Linked DNA regions of Pelodiscus sinensis: region 2 is linked to region 1. A link is a contact called in public Hi-C data. All regions are on one chromosome and are shown on one strand. Each heading gives the region's core, a stretch centred on a gene start, on an enhancer-like site or on the middle of the called end of the contact. The rest is flanking DNA. Distances are from core to core; before and after follow the strand shown.

The links. A called contact is a pair of places that touch in the nucleus more often than the background predicts.
Region 2: a contact with region 1 is called in a Hi-C map of liver, with 5 times the contacts expected there. The contact joins the promoter of CHLSN here to the promoter of COX19 in region 1. A contact is called at or near these places in 3 of 5 Hi-C or Micro-C datasets (blood, liver and an unstated tissue).

What each region holds. Positions count from the first base shown.
Region 1 is chr16:26,531,303-26,535,871 of ASM4963464v1, forward strand. COX19 (cytochrome c oxidase assembly factor COX19) reads right to left here and starts at 1,728. Exons shown (of 3, transcript XM_075899556.1): 1 at 1,494-1,728; 2 at 137-248. The coding sequence starts at 1,575.
Region 2 is chr16:26,873,506-26,877,527 of ASM4963464v1, forward strand. It overlaps CHLSN (cholesin), which reads right to left and starts at 2,155. Exons shown (of 5, transcript XM_025178724.2): 1 at 2,020-2,155.

The sequences.
Region 1 (4,569 bases), core at 478-2,977:
CCAAGAAAATCAGACATTTGCAATCTCACAGGCAAATGCAGTCACACACTCAAAGAACATTCTCTGGCAATGATACACACATGTGAGTCTGCAATGAAAACTAATCTGCTTAAATGCTTGTACGAGATTTACTTGCCTCTCCATTCTGCATTCTAAATATTCCTTTGATTCCTGTCTGCACAAAGCATTCTCAAAGCTATTCTCTCTCAGACACTTCATGAATTTCTCTTTAAATCCTTTACATTCACCTAGAACAAAAAACAAATTTTAAAACAATAAAAAAGGTTGAGTGATGTTCTAGCAATAAGAGACAGGAGAAGTTGTGTGTATGGGAAACTATAGGAAAGTCCGTGCATGATCCTGTAGAGTATTACAAGTGACCCTAAGCAATCAAGAACCATGAATCAGCACTGTAAGCATGACTGAAAATCTTGCAGTTTTTAAGGCAAACATGTTTGGGATTCTATTTGCCTTCTGGTGTTTGCAGCTCTTTTGAGTGCCCCACTTTCAAGCTTTACTCTGCAACCAGGAAGGCTGGCAAATTTGTTTTCTGCTGAAAGCGGACATTCTCATGACCACTTGACTCTGGGGCTTTAAGAGGAATGGCCAGTAATACAAATGTGCAATGTCAGCAGAGCTGAGCATTGTGCTTGCTACCAGATTAGGCCCATCGCCAGCAGTAGGTACTGGCAGTACAGACCCCTGAATACGGAGTCTGGGGAGAGGCTTTGGGGCTGCCTCCATGCTACACAGGATGCATGGAGCAGAGGATCTAAATGGGCAGGGACATGGAAAATGTGTGTGTGGAGTTGTGTGTGGGGTGTGTGTGAAACCAGGCTCATCCCTCCACTCACAGAAGGAGCAGTCAATGGTCCCATCTGGCTGGGGAGGAGCCATCCAGGCCTCCCAGCCCCCCCTCGCAGGGCACTGACACTAGGGATGTGACTAATCGACTAGTTGATAAGCATGTTTATCAGGCAGTCAAGTCACTACTTGACTAGTCACTTCCCCCTCCCATAGAGGCAGCAAGCCGGGGGGGAGGGACAGGAGTCAGTGATGGGGAGGACTTCGCATCCCTAATTAGTAGCCCCCCCCCCACTGGACGGGGCAGGCCAAGGGTCTCCAGTGCTTATGGCACCTCAGGGGCTGCGCTGCAGGGGGACCCCGGTGGAGGGGGGGGCTTGCTGGGGGCGGAGCTTCGAGGGGGGGATTGCCGGGGGGCGGAGCTTCGCGGGGGGATTGCCGGGGGCGGAGCTTCGCGGGGGGATTGCCGGGGGGCGGAGTTTCGCGGGGGGGGGGGGATTGCCGGGGGGCGGAGCTTCGCGGGGGGGATTGCCGGGGGGCGGAGCTTCGCGGGGGGGGATTGCCGGGGGGCGGAGCTGCGCTGGGGTTTTCCGGGCGAGGGGGAGGGGGAGCTCAGGGTTTTTCCAGGCCGCGGCGCTGGGGGCGGCTCGCTCCGTTCCCGGGGGGCGGGCCCCGACCCCGCCGCGCACCGAAGTGATCCAGGGGGAAGGCGCCCTTGTCCGGCGGCCGCGGCGTGAAGCTCTTGGTGCCGAAGGTCATGGCCGTGGACATGGTGACGGTGATTGTGGCAGGCTGGGCCCAGGAGGAGCAGCCGAGCGTCGAGTCAGGCCGCAGGCAACGAGAACCGAACGAATCGAGCGGGAGCCCGCCCAACCATCCGCTCTCGTAGGCGCCTGGGCCCGCCCCCGCGGGACTTCGCTCTTCCCCCGCCCTCCCAGCTTGAGTCGCATCGCCATGGAAACGACGCCAACCCATTGCGAGGGGACAGTGTCGCCCAGGAGATGGCGTTGCCACGGAAACCTCACTGTCCCGTGACGTCATCCGGCAATGTCGTCACCCTCGGCCGGGCCAAGAATGACATCACGGAGGAGCGCTGCGAATTGTGTTGCCATGGAAACGACGCCATGCCACCCGATTGCGCTGAAGCGCGTTGGCCTGGAGGCGCTGCCTCGTTCCGGGTCAGTGGGCGCGAGGCCCCGGGCCCATGTGAATCACACCCATGCCTGGGCCCTGGGACCTCCCCTGAGTGCTCCCCAGCCGCAGCCACAGGGGAGAGTTCCACGTCCTCAGCCCCTGCGCGCCCAGGGCGCTGCTCTCTCTTGGGCGCGGGGCGGCTCTAGGTTTTTGCTGCCCCAAGCAAACAATTTTTTGCCCCGCCCCCTTTTTTTGTTGGGTTTTACACACGTTTGCACTTTGCAATGTTTTGCTGTTTTCGTTTTCATCCTGGCATGTAAGCCCTAAAAATAGCAAATAAAATTTTAATTATTTTTTTCCATAAAGGCAAAGGCGCTTCCAGTAAACTCCCCCTCCCCTTTCACACGCTGCTAGGGCGCAGCAGCCTTTTCCCTGTCCTGTCCAGCCCCTCCCTATGGACAAGCACCCCTCAGTCCTGACTCACAGGGGGAGCAGGGTGGAGGGACAGCGCAGAGCCGGAGGGGCATGGGGAACAGGGGGAGCAGGGTTCACCATGGGTAAGGGGAGGCACAGAGCCAGAGGAGCATGGGGACCAGGGGAAGCAGGGGGACTGGGGTGCACAGAGCCAAATGGGTGCTGGGAACAATGTGGGGGGTACAGGGGTGGCACAGGGAATGGGAGGTGCAGAGCCAGAGGGACACAGTGATTGGGGGGAGCAAGGTGCGGGGTGCAGGAGAGGCACAGAGAATGGGACGTGAGGAAGGGGAGGGTCAGAGGGATTAGGGACCAGGGACAGTGCGGGGAATGGGGGGCACAGACCCAGAGGGGCACAGGGAAAAGGGCTGTGAAGTGAAGAGGGGGCACAGAGCCAGAGGAGCACGGGGACCGGGGTTCAGGGGCGGCACAGAGAATGGGCAGCGCAGAGCCAGAGGGTCGCAGGGAACAGGGAGAGCAGGGGGATCGGGGAGCAGGGTGTGGGGCGCAGGGGTGGTGCGGGGAATGGGCGGCGCGGAGCTAGAGGGGCACAGGGTGGGGTGGGCGCAGCGAGCCGGGTGGCTGGCAGGGAGCAGTCTCGCTGGCAAAGGGGGCTGCAGCCACAGCAGGACTGGAGCTGACGGGGTGAAGCCTGGCCGTGCTGCACTCCACAGCCAGCTCCTGGGGACACGCAGCCAGGGCCGAGCTCCTGCGGCCCTTTAAAATCGGCGGGGCGGGGCCGGGCATTGCCGGGGAAGGCTGCTTACCTGGAAATGCCTCCCCAAGCATGTGCTTCATTTGCTGGTGCCTAGAGCCATCCTTGGTTGGTCGGCAACCTTGTGGTAGTGGAGAGGACTTGTGTGAGTGAAAGACCTTCAGAGCAATGCTCCCTCTATTCTCTTCCATCTATGTGCAGATTTTTTCCATCCATGTGTGGAATAATTGTATGTGCACTGAGGCATATACCAATGTGCACCACCAATAGAAACAAAAAAAAAATCTAGCTGTGGATGCTCTGCTAATGAGGTGAGTGGCATCTGAATCTCTTCTAAGTGGCTGCACAAGCACACAGCTTACACTGCTTCAGAGCTACATCATCTGGAGTTTTCATGCTTCTGTTCAGGGGCGGATGAGAGTGCCGCGGGGCCCAGGGCAGCGCCGTGGGGCCCCAGGCAGCGATATTTTGCAGGGCCCCTCCTTTGACATGGCGCATGCGCCGTGGCGCCACGGCGCATACACGGGGCCTCGGGAAGTGCGGGGCCTGGGGCAGCTGCCCTGCTTGCCCTGCCCTAAATCTGCCACTGCTTCTCTTGGCAGGGACAACTAGTGGCATTGGACATAAAGAGGGCACCAGCAGGGAGAGAGAACATGACTCCCCTCCCGTGTGACTTGTTTCCATCTCCAGCCTGGGGTCTCCCACACTCTCCTCATCCCCTCCCCAATGGCACATTACCTTGTGAAGGTGGGGGACACTCTGTGCTCTCCCAGGCAGCGTCCAATCACACTATCAGACATGAGAAGCTTCTTTCAAGTAACTACATGTGAGCTAAGTTCCAAAAGCCTAACCCCCTTACATTACCAGGGCGGCGCCATCCTCCTCAAGTACAATGCAGCCATTAAATAAAGCTAGAAGGAGCACTTTGAGAGACTACTAATCACAAATCTGTTGTTCCTGAAGATGCCACTGAGTCTATTCCACAATACTGAGCAATGGAACCCCTTGCTGATCCCCATCTTCTGGGGAAGTCTGGCATGCCATCATCCAGATAAAAAAATTACAAGACAACAGGCTCAGATAGCACCCAAGCTGAGGTTTTTATAGATGGTACAACAATGCTTCAGCACAAACTTTGCCAACGCCTTGACAAAATCTGGACTTACAAAAAAATTCCACTTGACTTAAGAATGCCAGCATTGTCAAGTCCAACTCCCTGCTAAAAGCAAGACCAATCCCAACTAAATCATCCCAGCCAGGGCTTTGTCAAGCCAGGACTTAAAAACCTCTAGGGATGAAGATTCCACCACCTTCCTAGGTAACCCATTCAAGTGCTTCACCACCCTCCTAGTGAAATAGTTTTTTTTAATATCCAACCAAGACCTCCCCCACTGCAATTTGAGACCATTGCGCCTCAGTCTATCATCTGTCTCCACTGAGAT
Region 2 (4,022 bases), core at 905-3,404, 340 kb after region 1:
TGCAGAAAAGCACATCTAGATTAGCCACGGACACTTTTCCGGAAAAAGTGCTTTTCCGGAAAAGCGTCCTGCCAATCTAGATGCGCTTTTCCAAAAATGCTTTTAATGGAAAACTTTTCCGTTAAAAGCATTTCCGGAAAATCATGCCAATCTAGATGCAGCCAGTGGCTGCATCTAGACTGGCAAAAACTTGCCAGCTGTCTACACTGGCCGCTTGAATTTGCGCAAGAGCACTGACGTTCTAATGTAAGAATTCAGTGCTTCTTGCACAAATACTTTGACGCTCCTGCTCAGGGATAAGCCCACTTGCGCAAGAGGGCCAGTGTAGACAGGCACCTTAATTTTTTGCGTAAGAAATCCCGATAGCTAAAATGGCCATCGGAGCTTTCTTTCACAAAAGCACTTTTTGCATAAAAGAATCTGTGCCAATCTAGACGCTCTTTTGCAGAAATACTTTTAATGGAAAAACTTTTCCATTAAAAGTTTTTGCGCAAAATCATGCCAGTCTAGATGCAGCCAGTGTGTTTAAATACAAAATTTTATTACATCTATTTTGAATTTAATTTTGGATAACCTGTGGAAAGAAAGGAGGGAGAGATTCCAATATAGCTCTGAATTTGATGCCAGACAGACAATGGTCTGGTCCTCATAGATTGCTCCACGATAACTTACATTTTGCTACAACCATATTATGATGCTTTCACTGCAGCTTAGGACAACTAAAACCTAGAGGCTTTTTAGCTACATCATCAATGCGAAACATTCAAGGGGTTGTGAACAAAAATACTGCTGCTGGATACCTCCATGCCATCCAGGCAGTACCTAGCCTGACAATTTCCAGAAAAAGGCTCTACCAGCTCTGCACCAATTTGCATACAAAACAGCATTTCAAAAAGTTACTGAATTGTAAATACAGTAAAATATCAACTTTATTTTGTGGCCAGCAGTGTGGTATGCATGCATATAGAAAATATCCAGCTATCCTCAGACGGTCAGCTATTACAATAATTACCAGTGATTTTAATTATATCATGTTTATTAGTCACTTGTTTGCAACTAAGGCTGCTGTGTTTCCTATGAAGTACCTATGATGAGCAGACACGGGAAAGGAAGTTGACAGTTGTACGGTATTTCATCTCACACTGAGCTGCAAAACCTACTTTTGTTAATCTTTAAAGTGCTACCAGACTATTTGTTGTTGAAGTTTATACCAACAAAAGGGTTACTCATTTGGTTATTTCCAGTACACAGGTGGCAAGAACTTTTATGACTGTAATAGGATACACTAGTACTGATGAGTGCTTGTCAATTACATTACCTTCAGGGGTTTTGTAGTGCTACCGCCTAGTCTCATTCTCTTTAATTATGCTGCTCACCTCCCCTTTCACTGAGTACTCTAACCAGAGCCCGATCGGCAACCAGCTTATTGCAACCCCGGGGCAGACTGGAATCATTTGCGTTTCAAAGAGCCCACGAAAGCTCTGCAATCAGGATACTGCCGGAGCAGAGCTCGGCGAGGAGCTAGAGACAGCACCCGCCTTGCACGGAGTCAAGGCGGAGAGAGCCTCCTGCAGAGCTGCGGAACCACCCAGGCCCAGGACGCGTGGGAGCCGAGTCCAAGCACTTAATGGGACGGGCCCAGAATTTCTCATTGGGAGCATCCGGCCCCGCCTTGCCCCTCACCCTCCATCCCAAGCCTTTGCCAACCCCCTTCGCCTCACTAGGCCCTCAGCCAGGGACACCGAGGAGCCACCTGCGCTGCTCCCTCAGAGCGCGGGGAGCCCTACGAAGAGCCCCCCAGGCAAGGGGACAGTAGAGCAGACTCCCCAATAGCGGCCGCTCCCCGGGGCCCCAGGCGGGAAGCGCGGCCTCACCCCATCTCCTCGGGGCCCTTCCGCGCCCCGAAGGGATTGGAGATAAGCGCCCTCCCCAGGAGCGCCTACTCACCCCGCCCCCTCCACGCCATGCACTTCTCAGACCCGCCTCCGCCGCCCCTCAGCGCATTTAACCTGCCCTTGCCTTGGCGCGGCAGCCCGCCCTTCTCTCTCATTGGCTCCCGAAACCCAGCGGCGGAGCCTCGTTGGATTTCGCTTTGTCAATCACGACAATGGCCAATAGAAAGCCAAATTGTCTTATTCCCGCCCCTCTCCCAGGCGGCTGGGCGGCACGCGGGAAGGGGGGGGCGCATAGTGTTGAGGTCATCACTGTGCACTGAGTTGCAAGAGCCGGTCTCTCAGCTTCCGGAGTGGGCGGAGCCTCAGGAACTTGGCACTTCCCACATCCGTGGGGTCAGCCAAGCTCCTCCCCGAGGCGTTGGTCGCTCTGCCTTTCCCCTCCCCCGCTCTTTCCGCCCAGCCTGGCCTGCCCCTCCCACGTCCTGTGCCAGAGCTGCCCTGCTGTGGATGGCACGTCTCAGAGGGACAGCTTAGTCTGGATCTGCAAAACCAATAAGGAGCCCTGTGGCACCTTTAAAACTGACATTTATTTGGGCATAAGCTTGGATAGGCATCTGACAAAGTGAGTTTTTGCCCACCAAAGCTTATGCCCAAATAAAAATATTAGGCTACGTCTAGACTGGCATGATTTTCCAGAAATGCTTTTAACGGAAAAGTTTTCCGTTAAAAGCATTTTCGGAAAAGAGCATCTAGATTAGCATGGACGCTTTTCCGCAAAAGCACTTTTTGCGGAAAAGCATCCGTGGCCAATCTAGACGCGCTTTTGCACAAAAAAGCCCCGATCACCATTTTTGCGATCAGGACTTTTTTGTGGAAAACAAATCTCAGCTGTCTACACTGGCCCTTTTGCGCACTTTTGCCCGAACAGGAGCAGCATAGTATTTCTGCAAAAAGCACTGATTTCTTACAGTACGAAGTCAGTGCTTTTGCAGAAATTCAAACGGCCAGTGTAGACAGCTCGCAAGTTTTTCCGTAAAAGTGGCTGATTTTCCAGAAAAACTGGCCAGTCTAGACACAGCCTTAGTCTTTAAGGTGTCACAGGATTCCTCATTGTTTTTCCTGGTGTGGATGCAGCAGATGCCAGAGTTACTGTGCCCAAGGGTAGGGTTGCCAGGTGTCTGGTTTTGAACCGGAGAGTCCAGTATTTGATCTTTCTGTTTGGGAAACAAATTGAGAAAATATAAATGAGAAAATATAAATGTCCGGTATTTTCTAAATCAGACGTAATGTAGATTGTGATGTAATGTCAAGGGTGTCCAGTATTTTTGTTGAAACCATTTGGCAATCTTACAAGGGTGCACACTCTCCTGTGCCCCCACTGACATGTACCTCTGCCCTAGGCTGCTAAGTGCTCCTTATCCTGAAGCAGCCCTGCTATCACTGGAAGAAGGAGGGATCTGCAACTGCGTGGGAAGTAAACAAGGGAGCTGTATCTGGCCAATAGCTGATTTAGGTATCTCTCTTTTAGGATCACACAAAATGAACACCCTTGCCCTGTACCACCTGATCTTGGAGACTCTGCTCCTTTTTCCAAGCCCTACCTCCCACTTCTTCCCTTTCCCCACCCTCACTTTCAGACAGATAGGATGCAGGAGAGGCTGAGGGCTCTGGCTGTGGATGTGGACTCTGGGGTGAGCCTGGAGATGAGGGGTTTAACATGGGGGAGGGGACTTGGCTGGGGAAGGGGTGAGGGGTGAAGGCTTTGGGAGAGGACACTGACCTAGGACAGAGGCTGGGATGCAGGAGAGGGTTTGGTGTGCAGGCTCTACGAAGCAGTGCTTACTTCAGACAGCTCCTGGAAATAGCCAGCACATCAAGCTTCTAAGCTCCTAGGGTCAGGAGGTTCTGCACACTGCCCACTCCCACAGGTGACACCCCACAGCTCCTATAGCTGCAGTTCCCAGCACCATGCAGATCCCTGTGGCCACCTCTGCATCTACAAGCCAGACGTGGGCCACATGGAGCCAGAGCAGGCAGGGAGACAGCTATGCAGCTGATTTGACTTTTAGTGGCCTCATAAGAGCCACCAGGATTCCTTTTTGACTAGGTCTTCCTGTCAAATCAGAT